Regions from separate parts of the Triticum aestivum genome. Here region 2 is linked to region 1. The links are chromatin contacts, called in public Hi-C maps. All regions are on one chromosome and are shown on one strand. The core of a region is the stretch at or near the end of the contact, and the rest is flanking DNA. Distances in the headings are between cores, read along the strand shown. Region 1 holds the start of LOC123060663 (aarF domain-containing protein kinase 1). Region 2 holds the start of LOC123060666 (signaling peptide TAXIMIN 1).

Region 1 (7,172 bases), core at 2,156-4,655:
TGATGAAGATGGCCACCGGAGAGGGATTTGCCCCTCCGGCAGGGTGCCAGAACGGGTCTAGATTGGTTTTTGGTGGCTAAAGAGGCTTGCGGCGGTGGAACTCCCGATCTAGGTTATGTTCTGGAGGTTTTAGTATATATAAGAGGTTTTGGCGTCGAGAACAAGTCAGGGGGTCTCCAGACTGTCCACGAGGTAGGGAGGCGCGCCCAGGGGGTGGGCGCGCCCCCACCCTCGTGGGCAGCCTGGAACTCTTCTGGCCCAACTCTTTTACTCCATGGCCTTCTTCTAGTCCAAAAATAAGTTCCGTGAAGTTTCAGGTCAATTGGACTCCGTTTGATTTTCCTTTCCTGTAAAACTCAAAAACAAGGAAAAAACAGAAACCGACACTGGGCTCTAGGTTATTAGGTTAGTCCAAAAAATCATATAAAATAGCATATAAATGCATATAAAACATCCAAGGTTGATGATATAATAGCATGGAATAATCAAAAATTATAGATACATTGGAGACGTATCAACAGTGAGAGAAGACAGGGGGTGGGTAAGTAGTGGTGGGCAGGGCGAGTAAATATAGGGGGGTGCAGAGGAGGAGAAGAGTGACAGTCATGCTGTTTTAACTACATGCTCTTCAATTAGCCATGAACTTCGTGCTGTGCTTGACTCCATGAATTGTGTGCAGATCGAGGAGAGTAATGAGATGGAACAGAGGTGCTCCCAACCCTTGACAACAAGGGCAAGCAGCCCCTTCACCCAATGCCAGACGAGGTTGTGCTGCCGCCCACCGCCGAGGAAGACCCGAAGACACCTGAGGGTGGCGACGACGAGGGCATGGAGGAGCCCCCAGCAACAAGAGCCGCAACTACGAGCACTATCATCAGGAGGATGGCCCAACTCACTTCTGCAAGGTTATCCTTGCACCGAAACTTGAGTGCATCCCCATGCCCCTGGACTTCACCAAGCACTTCGTCGCAGTGCCGACGGAGTTCAAGCTTAGGAACAACACCGACTGCTCCTGGAAGGTGACGGTCAAGTTGATGAATGACAGGGTGACCCTGGATCAGGGTTGGGCCACCTACGAAGCCGTTCATCAGATCAAGATCGGCTACATGGTGACGTTCAAGCTCCTGACTCCCGACACCCTCAAGGTCATCATCTTCGACGAGGATGGCTTTGAGGTCGTCAACAAGTGCGGGAAGCACGACGAAGCCTTCGCCGCCAAGGAGTAGGGCCGGGCCACCTCTTTCCAGCGTACTATCGAGTCTGCTTTGAACATGTTTATGGTTTATGAGTTGAATTGTTATGAAGTGTGGTACTGCTTATATCTGAATTATGCTAGTTGATGCTCTGTTTATACTCTGTTGTGCTTATGATGTGTGCTGCCGAAGTGTGGTGGTAACCTCACCAACTAGCCAAGAGGTTACCACACATCAGGCGTTGCATACAACCAAACACCATGCTTTGGGTTTGTCCACCAACATGCAGGCAACCAAACACCAGGCAGTGTGGTTCTGTCCATGCAGGCAACCAAACAACATGCAGATGGTGCATTTGAAGCTGGATTTGCATAGTCAAGTTGGGTGGAGAAGTGTATGCAATGCGAGTACTGTAGCGCACGGCAAACAAACACGCCCTATATGTACGCCTGCATGCATGTACTGATCGTGGCGTGTTTGGGCTCTTCCAGGAACGATCGATCCAACCAGCTATCGAGCCAGGTGAGACGGCTAGGGGTGAAATCGTCCTATAAAATATGATGTAGGGGCCCATACCTAGAAAAGGAGAGAAAACATGATTTGTGTCATTTAATCTAGGGAAACGCTTGAGTACAATGAGCCGGCCGAACGCTTCGGCCGGTCTCATCCATGCGTGCTGGTTACAACTAATCAAATAGGGAGGGCCCACCACGTTATCTCTTTCCCCGTCCCCTGCGTCCTTCTCCTTCCCTTTTCCTGGATCCCTTTTCTTTTCTCCTAACCTCCCCCAGCTGCCATGGAAGTCTGACCCGGCGATCTCCTCCAGCGAGCCCCCCTCTTCTTCTCTGGTGAGCACCCCCGAAGCCGACCCCCGAGCCAGTGTCCTCCACTCGATTTCCCCGCTATCAACTGCATTTCCTATTTGCTCCGTGGTGCCCGGAGCTACAACGGGCATGGACGACGAAGTTGCGTCCATGGTCGGAGCTGCATCCAGGGCCGGCGAAGTTGCTTCCATGGTCGGAGCTGCATCCATGGCCGGCAACGCGCAATACTACGGTGTTGTGAGCCTGTGACAGGAGGCCGCTCCCCTGGCCGTGGATCTTTTGTTGTTGCTGGAAACAACATTTTTTTTGGCTACCACCGGGTTGATTTTTTGCTGGAACTAGTATCCATTCTTGTTACCATCGTTTTTCTGTTTTTGTTGGAACCAACACATTTCTGCTACCACTGTATTTGAGTTTTGCTGGAACCAGCGCTTAGTTTTGCTATAACCGGCTTTTCGAGTTTTGCTAGAACCAGCGACCACTCCCCGGCCATGGCCCAGCGATGCCCAAATGTGCTACGACCGGCGACCAATAGTGCGACAACCGGCAAGCAAATTTGCTACATCCATTTTTTATGACTTAGCTGCGACCCCCGGCGACGGTGACGAAGTTTTGCTGCATCCATCGTCCTTTTTGCTATGATCGACGTGAAGTTTTGCTGCAACCATTCATGAGTGATGACGACGCCCTGAGCTGCGATGGCGACAACATTTTTGTTGCATCCATCGTCGTCTTTTTCTATCACCGGCGTTGACGTTTGCTCTGACGTTGGCTCGTCATTGGAGGTGGAGCTGCAAACATTTTTTTGGAAGGTGGAGCTGCTGGACGGTGCTTCCTACAACAGCGATGATGACGGATCACGTACAACCACAACCTCCACTCTTTTTGCTGTGCTTCCATGTGCGTGGGAAGGAAAGCTTCGCTGGGAGAATCGTTTTCGCTGGGGGAAGAAGATAAGGCCTAAACGGTCTGGATCGGACCAAGCGGACGACGGCGAGCACGCCGGCGAGCACGCCGGCGAGCTGCGGCCGTCGCCACCGGAGCTGCAACCGCAAACCGCAGCTGTTGCATGCGTTGAGTCAGCCGCAAATACAGGCGACGGGTGTGGCGACCGGCAACCAGGACGACTGGTGACCATGGCGACCGGCAAGCGCGTGCGGCCAACGAGATGCGGAATCGAGCGACTAGATGCAGAATCCGTCATAGGGGCGTGCGTTGACTGAAACAGCAGCTGCATCGAACGGTTATCCATGCACCAATCGGATGGCTACGGGTATCACCTGCCTTTAATCTAGCTCTCAATCAAAGGTGTGCCATCTAATCAAATTAAAAGAAAGATGTGTCATCAGATCAAAGTCCGAGGAAAAATGTGTCGTATAATCAATTTGCTCTGTGGGATTTGAACCTACGACGTCAAATTTTGAAGACCCACGTTCTACCGAGTATATACACGGATGTGCCGATTCTGAGCTGCTCTGACCTCACCAGAGCAGCTTGGAATTGGATCCAAAACGCTCCGGATGCCCCTGACCTGGGTCTCCTCCTTTTCCAACGTCCTCGAATCCAAGCTACCCGCCCAAAGGGGCAAACCCATAATAACCCCCTACTGCACGCCCAAATGCTCCGCCGCCGCCGCGCCCCGCTCCTCCTCGCGGCCGCGGCGGGCGCGGCGCTGGCGGCCACGTCCACCGCCTCCCCTTCCACCGACGGCCTCGGCGCTCCCTCCACGCTCCACGGCGTCGCCCGCTCCTCCCGCGCCATTTACACGGTTTGCGAAATGCCACGTCTGCTCTGGAACTGACAGTGGCTGCCCATGCTCACTTTTGCCGATTGACTGGTTGCTTCAGATTGGCTTCGTGGTCCTGGACTACAAATACTCGCTGCGGGGGCTGGTTCCTGGGTCGGCAGATTACCGGGGTAAGCTCTCCGAGGTATGTATTCTGCACGGGATGGTGGTGTGCCGCTTGCGTGCAAGCTTGTTACAGCCTTACAGGCGAAGGGCATGTGCAATTTCGTTTGTTGGTTCTCGTGCTGTGATGTTCTTAGCAAAAGAAACTAAGAAAGTGATTCAGGATTGGCAAGTTTGCGCTAGATGGTACTGTAGGTTACAGCGGCCCGGCCAGAGATTTCTGGTTGTATTGTTCAGAACAGGACTCCGTTTCATTTTGATACGACATAATACTTTGGACTAGCAATTCGCCATATGAATGTTACTCTTGGTTGGGAGAGGGGGGTGACTTAAGATGGTTTTGTGGGCAAAGTATATGTTGCCGCTTAATTGTGCTAGATACCCGCATCTAATGAATTTGGATGCACTCCTTACCTATTTGAGACGACATCATGAGTGGCTATGGGTCATTTCAAATGTCATGGCCTATTTTCCCTTGGTTTTGGATGAGCTATCATGACATAATTTTAGTGTTCTCTTATGCAAACGTGTAATTACATCCAGTATTTTGCTAGATGTGTAGACCTCTTCCCTTTTTCACTCATTTTTTGGAAATCAATTTGCACAATATGATGCTCTGATGCCCTATATGAGTAGACCATGTATTCTAGAACTCGAGTTTTGTCAGATCAGAGTTACATGCTGTACTGTATTTTCCTTGCCTGTTGTAGGTTCACTTGAGGTCAGCAAAAAAGCTACTTAGACTATGTAAAGTGAACAGAGGATTTTATGTAAAAGCTGGTCAGTTTGTTTCATCACTAAGACAAGTACCAAAGGAGTACATATCTACTCTCTCCTGCCTGCAGGATCAGGTTTGCTATAACTTCTACCTACCCTGCTGTTGGTGTAAGGTCATATATATATACAGAAATATTCACTTTTACATTTTCATTTTTATAATAACTCAGGCAACTCCATGCAAATATCAAGATATCAAAATAGTGATTGAACAAAATTTTGGCAAGGATTTACATGACATGTAAGTATTGAAATTTCATGCTTTTTTAATCATCAGTGCTGTGATCATTGGAAAGTGCGTTGTAATCTGTTCTATTTCAGAAGAAAAAATGTTGTATTTGCTCACATTGTAATTCAGTCGTCTATTTAGAATGATTATGCAGGCTCAAGAACTTATATATGCATTATGCATAGCTGAAAACGCACTTGAGCGGAAAGGGTTTCACATCCTTTCAATGTAACATGGGATGACTAGTTGGCTACTCTGTTGTGGGTCTCTGTAATCAGGATAGAATGTGCTTGTATTTGCCACTGTGTGATTTGCTTCTTTTGAATCTGGCCATGCTGTGAGCTCTACAGTTCACTTACTATCTTTTGTCCAGCCTGTGTTAAGTGCTTGTTTCTAACTTGTGTACAATCATAATTTAGATGCTTAGACAGTGATGAGTTTGCCTAGTGTTAACATTAGTTTACTGTTAGCATCATCTTCGTGCCATTTGCATTATTTGATGACTACAAAATGCACTGAATTTATATAGTGCAGTCGGCCAATTTGGTCGTGTTCAAACTAGTGATGTTGATTTTAGCGAACCGTCCATACGGAGGATAAGCTTGTGTATTTGTATAATCTAGATATCCCCTGGGCTTACAATGATAACCGAGAGCTTGCGTCAGTTTTACTAGCTCTAGCTCATGTTTGACTGACATGTTCTGTTTATTTGTCACTTAATCTTTTACAAAAAATGTTTAAATATTAATATGTGAGTACCAGATTCCTGGAATTTGATGAACATCCGATCGCTGCTGCATCAATTGCTCAGGTTCATCGAGGTCGGTTGAATAATAATCAGGAAGTAGCTGTAAAGGTTAGATTACTGTTAACACTGCACCTCTTTCCTGTTCTTTTTTTTGTTTGTTTGAAATGTGTAGTTTATTTTAGGTCCTAAAATTGGTGTATTTTCCTTCCAAAAGAAGTTCAGTGTAATGCCCTGTCGTCCACATGAAATAACATTTATGTAAATAGGTGAAGTATGTCCAGAAAGACATCATCACACTGTAATTCTCATGGTTCCAATAGTAAATAAGTAGAGACATAGCATTTGGGCAAGATATCCACCATCCAGAGTTCTAGCTTGTGCATGAACCTGCCACGTTTTTGTCCGCCAGTAGGATTTCTTTCTTGGTGAGGCATCTACCATATTTAGGCGTGTGGACCTGTACGAAACTCTGAACATCAAATTGCTGCGAGGACAGCTAAATAATTAATAGCTTCTCACTTTTATCAGGTAGTTGCAGTTTTCATATTGTAGTCATTTATCCAACGTTTATATAAGCTTAAATTCACGTCTTCACATTTCTCACATTTAAAAGTGTAACAAAGGTGGTCAGATGGGTCAACTCAAGGCTATAATTGTTACATAAGGTCATAATCTCTAACCTTACCCCTGTGAAACTTTTATGAGCTGATTTTTAAAGGAAGTAGCTAAGGGCCATCCAACGGTATAAACATGAATATTTGTTAGTTGTCACAGTTCTTTTCGAGTCAAAAGATAAGTGTGGTATGCTGGGTTCTTGGCAAAAAAAGGAGTTTTTATGTTGTTGTTTTAGTAAGGCAGCAAGTATAACAACATAACCTAGTTTTGTAATGGAATAACAAAATATGCTGAATTAAATATTTGTCCTCCGTTTGTTAGACATATCCTGCTATTACCATATGCCATTTTTAGTTGATTTCAAACTTGCCCTGTAGCAGCTGTAAAGCCTGCATTGACCTGAAAAGTTATCCTTGTTGATTCCACGTGTATCAGTATGTTTGAGGAATTTCATCCTAATTTTGACATTTAGGTTCAGTATCCTGGGTTGGAGCGGCGAATGAAGCTAGACATAATGACTATGTCTCTCTTGTCAAAATATGTCTCTTTGGTATGTAACGCATATGTCTCTCTTGTCAAAATATGTCTCTTTGGTATGTAACGCATATCAACTTTGGGCTTTCAGTTTATTATGGCAAAGATAATATTTCCTACTTGCTGCCCAAAATATTTGACTGGCTTAGTTTATTCACTTCGTTTGTACCTAATAATGTTAAAAAGGCTTTGGGCTCTGCCGCTGGATACATTTCATCCAGAATATTAATTCAACTACTGGGTTTGTTAACGATCATGATTGTTGTTAAAAAGCAACTTTACTTGAAGTACTGCTCCGTGCAGCAAAATTTGTGTAGTGGAAAAGAGACTAACATAGTTGAAG
Region 2 (7,172 bases), core at 2,478-4,977, 210 kb before region 1:
TTTATCTTTTTTTCATTAAGATCTTCACCCTCCAAATTATTGGGATGCCTTCTAGCTAAAGTTGACTCATCTTCAGTCCCTTATTTATCAAGTTTTATATAAAAACAAAGATTAAATAGGAGTCACACCATGCACTTTAAGATCTTCATCATGATTATCGCAAAAACTAGAAGAACATACTTTTTCTAGCCATTCTCTCTTAGCACGCATCCTAGCGGTTCTCTCCCTACTTTCATTAATAGGAATTTGGATAGCTTTCACAGACTCATTAATATCAAGCTTGGGTGGCATAGATCTAATCTTAAAAGAATCAATCTCATAAGAAATTATGTCAACGTTTCTAGCCAAATCATCAATCTTGAGCAATTTTTCTTCTACCACAGCATTGAAAATCTTTTGGGAGTTAATAAAATCTTTAATATTATTCTCAAGAGATATCTTATTATAATTAAGAATTGTTGTAGGAATTGTCATAATTATTAGAGAATTACTAGGAAACGGCCTAGGATTATAATTTCCTCTATACGTGTTATTACCAAAATTGATCCTACCAACAAAATTCACATCCATAGATTCATTATTATTATTAATCAAAGTAGACAAAGGCATATCATTAGTATCAATAGGAGCACTCTTGCTAGCTATCAATTTCATAAGTTCATCCATCTTTTCACTCAAAGTACTTATTTCTTTAATAGCATGCACTTTTTTACTAGTAGAAGATCTTTCGGTATGCCATTGAGAGTAATTTGCCATAATATTATCTAGGAGTTTAGTATCTTCTCCTAATGTGATTTCCATAAAAATACCACCCGCGGCAAAATAATACCCATACCCTACCCATCGGGCATAAATCCATGCCCATGCCCATGCCCATACCCTATGGGTACCCATCGGGCATATTAATATATACATCAATGATGGGTATATTGGTGCCTCTGAGAGGTTTATATGGTTGTTGAAATGATGATTGTGAGGAGGATGGGGGCGGGGTATTGTTGGGGGTGTGAGCATAAAATGGAGGCGGCCTATGACATAGATGTCAAGTTCTTTAGAACTTATATGCAAAGACTCGGTAGCATAGGTTTATGATTCATATTAACCACCTATATGATCATTTCGTTGGATTTGGGTGTACCCATGGGCGCATAATTGTACCCATGCCTTATCCATGACTAATCGGATGCCATGTCATTTTTTAGAGTAAGAAGGATGGCGGGGTACTTGACCATGGATGATGAGTTGTTGTGCGATTTGCGGTTGGCCGTTTCCACGGATTTCGTAAGCAGGAGCAGAGGAGTGACATTCTACCAACAAGTGCATGAATCGTTTCACGCACGAAATCACGTTGTGCCTTATGACATGCACATCATCCATGACAACATTGTGAGGGTGCGTTAGTGCATCAGCTTCTCCCATAAAGTGGAGACAAAGTGGGGGGTGCGCGAGTCCGGCAGCACCAACGTTGGACTCTGACACCCCAGGCCCACTGAATCCGCCTTCCCGCTCTCATTTTCTTCCACTTTGTCAGTTCTCCCCCTTGTTTTGCATCTGCAACCTCCACCTCCACCTCGGCAATTGTACCTCTTTGGCCGCCACACTGGCATTCCCGGACGTTTGCAACCAGCACCGACGCGCCCGCTTGCCTTTTACGAGAACTCTGTCCACCCTCTGCTCCAGCACCAACATCGTTACCAAGTTTTGTCACGTAGTTGTTCAGCTAGAGGCAGTGGTGGAGCCAGCAACAGGCAACAGGGGCCTTGGCCTGGGGTGTAGCTGCCAATTCCTTAGTTGACTGTTCATAAAATACCTACTACTATTGATCACTGTAGATATTGTAGCTCCGAAGGTGGCCTGGGGCGTGCCTCTGTCCTGGCTCCGCCACTGGTAGAGGCAAGGTGGCCATTGCACGCGGCAGAGGAGCAGATCATAAGTTTTGCTTCTTCTTCCTCAACTTGTTGATTGATTGAATCATTCATTCACTCAATGTTGCTCTACACATTGTGTAGCCCGTCCGTACGTGCTGCCATGATGTACCACATGACAGAGGAACGTCCATTTATGTGCACATACCGTTGGATGAAGTTAAAGGGACAGTATGTGTGGGACAACAAGATCCGCCGAAAAATTGGATGAAGCTAAAGGGACAGTATGTATGGGACAACAAGATCTGCCGAAGAACTTGTTGAACGTCAAACTTATTTGCATGCTATGTATGGATGATAGTGCTATTTTCTTTCTCAACATTGATGAATATTAGCTGGTTTGCATGAATTTCACCCGCTAAATTGAAACCCGGCTTTAAATGCATGCAGACAACGTTGGATGGCCGCCTCCCAATCCGTATCCACGGATTGAGGAGATTTGCAGGTCGGCGGTGGAGTTGCCCTAAGATCTTGTACAATGCTAAGTGTTTAAGAAGGTGTTTAGAAAAATAAACTGAATTTTTCTGAAACACCATGGTCTATTTTCATAGGAGAGACGCTTGATTAAGCGTCTACAATAAGCACCCGTGCTTAAAGAAATACTGATTTATTTTTCTAAGCATCTTCCCTAACAGACTTGCATTGTATACAAGCCTAATCAACAAGAGCACACGGTAGACATCGTCCATAGCAATCGCTGACAAATAAGTGAATAACCAACAGCCGAAGAAACTGACGGAAACAGAACTACATGCAGTCGCTAACAGTCGCGAAAAGTAAAGTCACAATCACCAAACATCCGGAAGGGATCACAGAAACGATCGAACCAGAGGGGGAAACGAGCAGGAATCATCAGCCACGGTACGAATATACACCAATCAATCCGCGAACATATATGTTTCCAGGTGGGAAAAAACAACAAGAATCTGCGGGCATGTGCAGCGACGACTAAGCCATGAGCGAGGGGGCGAGCGAGCGGCCCCTGGTCACCGCGGAATCAGCAGGGTATCTTGGAGGTGAACCACGTCATGACGTGCAGCGGCGCCTTGACGAGCTCCACCGCCGCCTCCAGCAGCAGCGTCACGCACAGGCAGCACGGGCAGATGCACGAGATGGGCAGCCTGCTCGCACCAGCGGATCACGTCAGACCAACAGCCAGGTTGGTGGTGGCAAATTCGCAGAACGAGGAGGAGGAGGAGGAAACGTACCCGATGATCCAGATGATGGCGCCGACGATGGAGACGAGGACGGCGAGGAGCGCGAAGGGCAGGCCGAGCAGGAACCCGAGCGGCCGGCAGCCGTGGTCGTGGTCGCGGTCGCCGCCGCCGCAACAGCAGCACATCTTCCTCTGATCCTCTCTCCCTTTCCCTTTCCCTTTCCCCGGCGCGCGTGCGAGGCAGGCGGAGGGAGGCTGGTCAGATCGGCGCCGGCGGCTGTCACGCGTCGGAGTGGTTAGGCGTGGGAAACACAGTGCTGGTGGTCATATATCGAGGAGGAGAGGAGACGGGCCGGCTCTGCGGTCGCTTTCCGGCGCGGCGAGTTTGATTTATCCGCGTGCGGCAAGGCTGGCAATAATGCGCTGCGGTGGGCAGGCGGCAGCGAGGAAATCCGGCAAGGGCGATCCCGGGCCGTCGGTACGCAAACGAACGGCCGAGATGACGCGGGAAGCTGCCCGGAAGGACCCGTGGGCAGCTGCACCGGCCCGGACGAGATGTGTTGGTGCGACGTCAGTGTTTGACCGGTGCGGCGGTTCTGTTTTTGGGGATGCGTGACGCCGCCGGCGACCGGGGACGCGTGCCGGCGCGACACCGGGTCGGTTTAGTCTGGGGACATTGGACACGGTAGGCGGAGTTGGAAGTGGGCGGCGAACGATAGCCTGTGGCGGCCGCGCCACCGGCTCCCACGTGCCCGTTGGGAGCCTACAGCCGGCAGCCGGTACACACCGCTGGCCAGATCATTCCAACCCGATAATTCCACCTCCTTTCCAGAAAGAAACTCAACAAACTCAAAATGCTCGCTGACAACATCGGAACACTACAAAATGGCAGAGGAAAGCTCAGTGAGACAGAATTTCAGAACTGTGAAGCTTCAACTTTCAGGATGACAAGCGATCGGCCGATCGGATCAACACATTTTATATTCATTGATTTAAAAATAGCATCGTGGTCAACTGTGACACACGTCCGCCGATACATCACATAACGTGAAACGTTTGGCTTTCCCCTGAACTGTGACTGACATGAACTGGTTACCATATGTTGTCCATCGTTCTCCAGCTCTTGCAGCTCAGGCCAACAGCACCTCGCTCCCAGCAGCAAATTATGCCCCCAGCCGGTAAGAGACTTGACTTGATGACTTCTGTACAGGGCGCGGACTGTGCAAAACTGAGGCGTTTCTGCATCCGCTTTGCCTTGGGGCAGCAACTTGGCAAACGCCACTACAGCTAGCCTAAGCATTCATGAAAGTAGTAAATACGCAACTGAATCACCATGTTTGAGCTGGAGAAGAAAATTGGTGTTTAGCAGCAGAAATCTACGTAATTTGTTAAACTCTGTGCCGTGCCATCAACCCATTGGATGGAGAAACAGAAGTGTACGTGACAAGGAAACAACAAACCGGATTTGTGTTCATCCTGGTACCAGAAGCTTACTTTAAAGGGCAATATTGCTCGATCACGCAAGAGAATAGCGTCCAGGATTGACACTAACATGTGGCCTCAGGCCCCACATGCCATCCTTACATTGGATGGTATTCACCAATTTACACCACTGCAATGATATTGAGCCGATGCTTTCTATTTTTACCCCGAAAAAAATAGAGGGCTACCTACTGCAAATGCTTTCTTACTTTAGTTAACTGATCAAAGGGCACCAGAAGCGCGTCCCATTTGAGAATGAAGCCAACTACATGAGGCCTTGCGTGTTGTGGAATACACTTATACACATGCAGAAAAAAGAATGTTCAGGTCCTTTTTGTTCATGACATTTGAGCAGGTATATACTAGACTGTAAATTTATCAGGATGGCTATTCTGGCAAAGTGATGCAGGTGGGTCAATCAATACATCCATCCATTTCATTCAATTGGTGGTTCATTTCCTGCTAATTGCTGTCCATAATCCTCGTGTTAGTTGTGAAGCAAAATAACTAGGATGGCTTAGGGGGTACCCCTGCCCAACTTGCATTCCTAATTATGGGTGCTTGCCCATCAAAAACTTTGAGGCTAAGGAAACTTTGTGCGTCCCTAATCCTTGGCTTGTGAAGCCGACTGGCAGGCAGGACCCCACTGTCAACAACTTGAACACTCGGTGTTTTTCTTTCCTACAATCATTCGAAGTGCACATATAGCTGAATCAGCTGATGCATACTAGCATAACAAAAAAAAATCTTATCTTTTCCATAATGATAATACGACATAATAGATGTGATCATGTATGTCAAACTGGAAAGGTCCAATAAGTAGAATATAGACAAGGGATGAAAGCAGTTTGGTGGTGGTTGGCATCAAAATAAACCAAGAAAAAAGTATCAGTGTGCTAGAATATCTGCGTCGTACGTACCAAGTCTCTCATGTATTCGTCATGTGAGACTTAGCCATTCAAACTAGCATTCTCTCTCTCCATCTCAACAACACATGCTAGCCTATCATGCACCTGTGAGGTACACGCCACAAGTTAGATACATCAAAACACACTGGATAAACAATAGATAGTCCCTCACCTCTGAAAGGTTGCTTGCAACTTCAGGTTTAAGCGTCTCATCGTACCTGAATAACAGCATCAACAATATAACCTATTCATATATACATGCAATACTTCTAGATTCATAGTCACAGTATAGTCAAAGCTTACCATTCTCGAGGTATACCAGCTTCATCACGAGATTGGTAATTAAATGGACCCCTCATTACAACATCATGCTCCTTTATCAAGTCTGGAATGTTACAGAGAAACAATCCATTAATCAACATAATTTCATGAAATTGTATTTAGTGGATCATAAAGAACCAGCCTAACCTCTAAAAGCAGCACCAGGGACACGGCCCATCATTTCGCATACTTTCAGGAACCAATATAAACCTACAGAAACATGTGCAAGCTCTTCCTCTGCTACTTTTGCCACAATGTCGGCAGATCTATGATCCGCAAAGCCAATTAACTTCTGGACTAGTCTTGGTCCAGCATCAAGGCCTCTAGCTTCCTATTAAGGTTCTAATCATCAACATATCGGTCAAGTCTAGTAAATCAAAATTATTCACCAACTACTGTCATCTAAAAAGATTTGGAAACTCATGGTTCAAACCGAGCAGGTCATAAACAATGTATTTTTTACAGTATCGCAGAGAAGAAGATGATCTGGCACCTGTACTAGAGGTATAACAGCCATCCGTGCAGAAACATCACTTGAGGATTTTGCACACTCCCTCCACAGAAGATTGTGGACAGGCATATCGCCATATCTGTCCACAGAAACTGTTACAAACTTACAACAATCTGACATAGGTCATAAAGGAAACTATCACCGCCAATGTATGACAAGTTGACAACAGGCAGAACAACCAGTGGACAGAGATTTCGCATCGATTCAACATCCACACTGCCGCATTCTTTGTGCCACTCACCTGAACCCAAGCTCGGCAAGCCGCTGTGAATACCACCGAAAATGCCGGCTCTCGTCGTCGGCCACACGCGCAAAATCGGCAAAGAAGCCATCTCCCAGGGTGTCCCGGAGCGGCGAGAACCGCACCACAGTATCCCAGGCAAGGTCGATGGCATTGAGCTCCACGTGCGCCAGGTTGTGGAGCATGTACGCGTTTAGCGGCACCCCCATCGCCTTGTGCGTGGGGACCTCCTTCTGAGTCACCTGCAGCAGCAAGAGCACCACACAGCCAAACCTGCTCGATCAAATGCCTCGACGAAGAGAGCAACAGGAGGATGGTGGATGAGCATTTACCGCGAGGGGCTTTTCCGGCCTGGCGGGGTGGTCGGGGGCCCGCGCAAGGCCCACGGGGAGCCCGCCTGCCGCCCACCGGGAGAAGGCGGCGTGGGTGAGGTGCGCCTTGCCGAGGGGGGCGGCGGTGGACAGCACGAGGGCGCCCATCTCGGCCAGCGACGAGCCGTGGCCGGCTCCGGCGCCGGCTTCTGGCGCGCCCGCCTCGTCCGTGTTCGGGGCGCAGGGGCCGCTGGGGCCCCACGAGCGGAGGTCGCTGGGAGGGGCCCGGCGCCAGGTGTGAAGGCCCGGCCATGGGA

What was found. Hi-C and Micro-C count contacts between places; a contact is called where the count stands out from the background.
Region 2: a Hi-C map of leaf shows a contact between it and region 1, with 9 times the contacts expected there. The contact joins the promoter of LOC123060666 here to the promoter of LOC123060663 in region 1. A contact is called at or near these places in 2 of 5 Hi-C or Micro-C datasets (leaf and an unstated tissue).

The regions. Positions count from the first base shown.
Region 1 is chr3A:130,715,440-130,722,611 of IWGSC CS RefSeq v2.1, reverse strand. It overlaps LOC123060663 (aarF domain-containing protein kinase 1), which reads left to right and starts at 3,405. Exons shown (of 16, transcript XM_044483464.1): 1 at 3,405-3,785; 2 at 3,865-3,934; 3 at 4,637-4,777; 4 at 4,874-4,944; 5 at 5,695-5,788; 6 at 6,774-6,845. The coding sequence starts at 3,538.
Region 2 is chr3A:130,929,788-130,936,959 of IWGSC CS RefSeq v2.1, reverse strand. LOC123060666 (signaling peptide TAXIMIN 1) reads right to left here and starts at 3,727. Exons shown (of 2, transcript XM_044483471.1): 1 at 3,134-3,727; 2 at 2,607-3,046. The coding sequence starts at 3,267. The coding sequence ends at 2,923. LOC123060665 reads right to left here. Exons shown (of 8, transcript XM_044483470.1): 1 at 6,877-7,172; 2 at 6,545-6,786; 3 at 6,286-6,382; 4 at 5,940-6,123; 5 at 5,775-5,856; 6 at 5,644-5,689; 7 at 5,484-5,576; 8 at 4,047-4,423. The coding sequence ends at 5,514.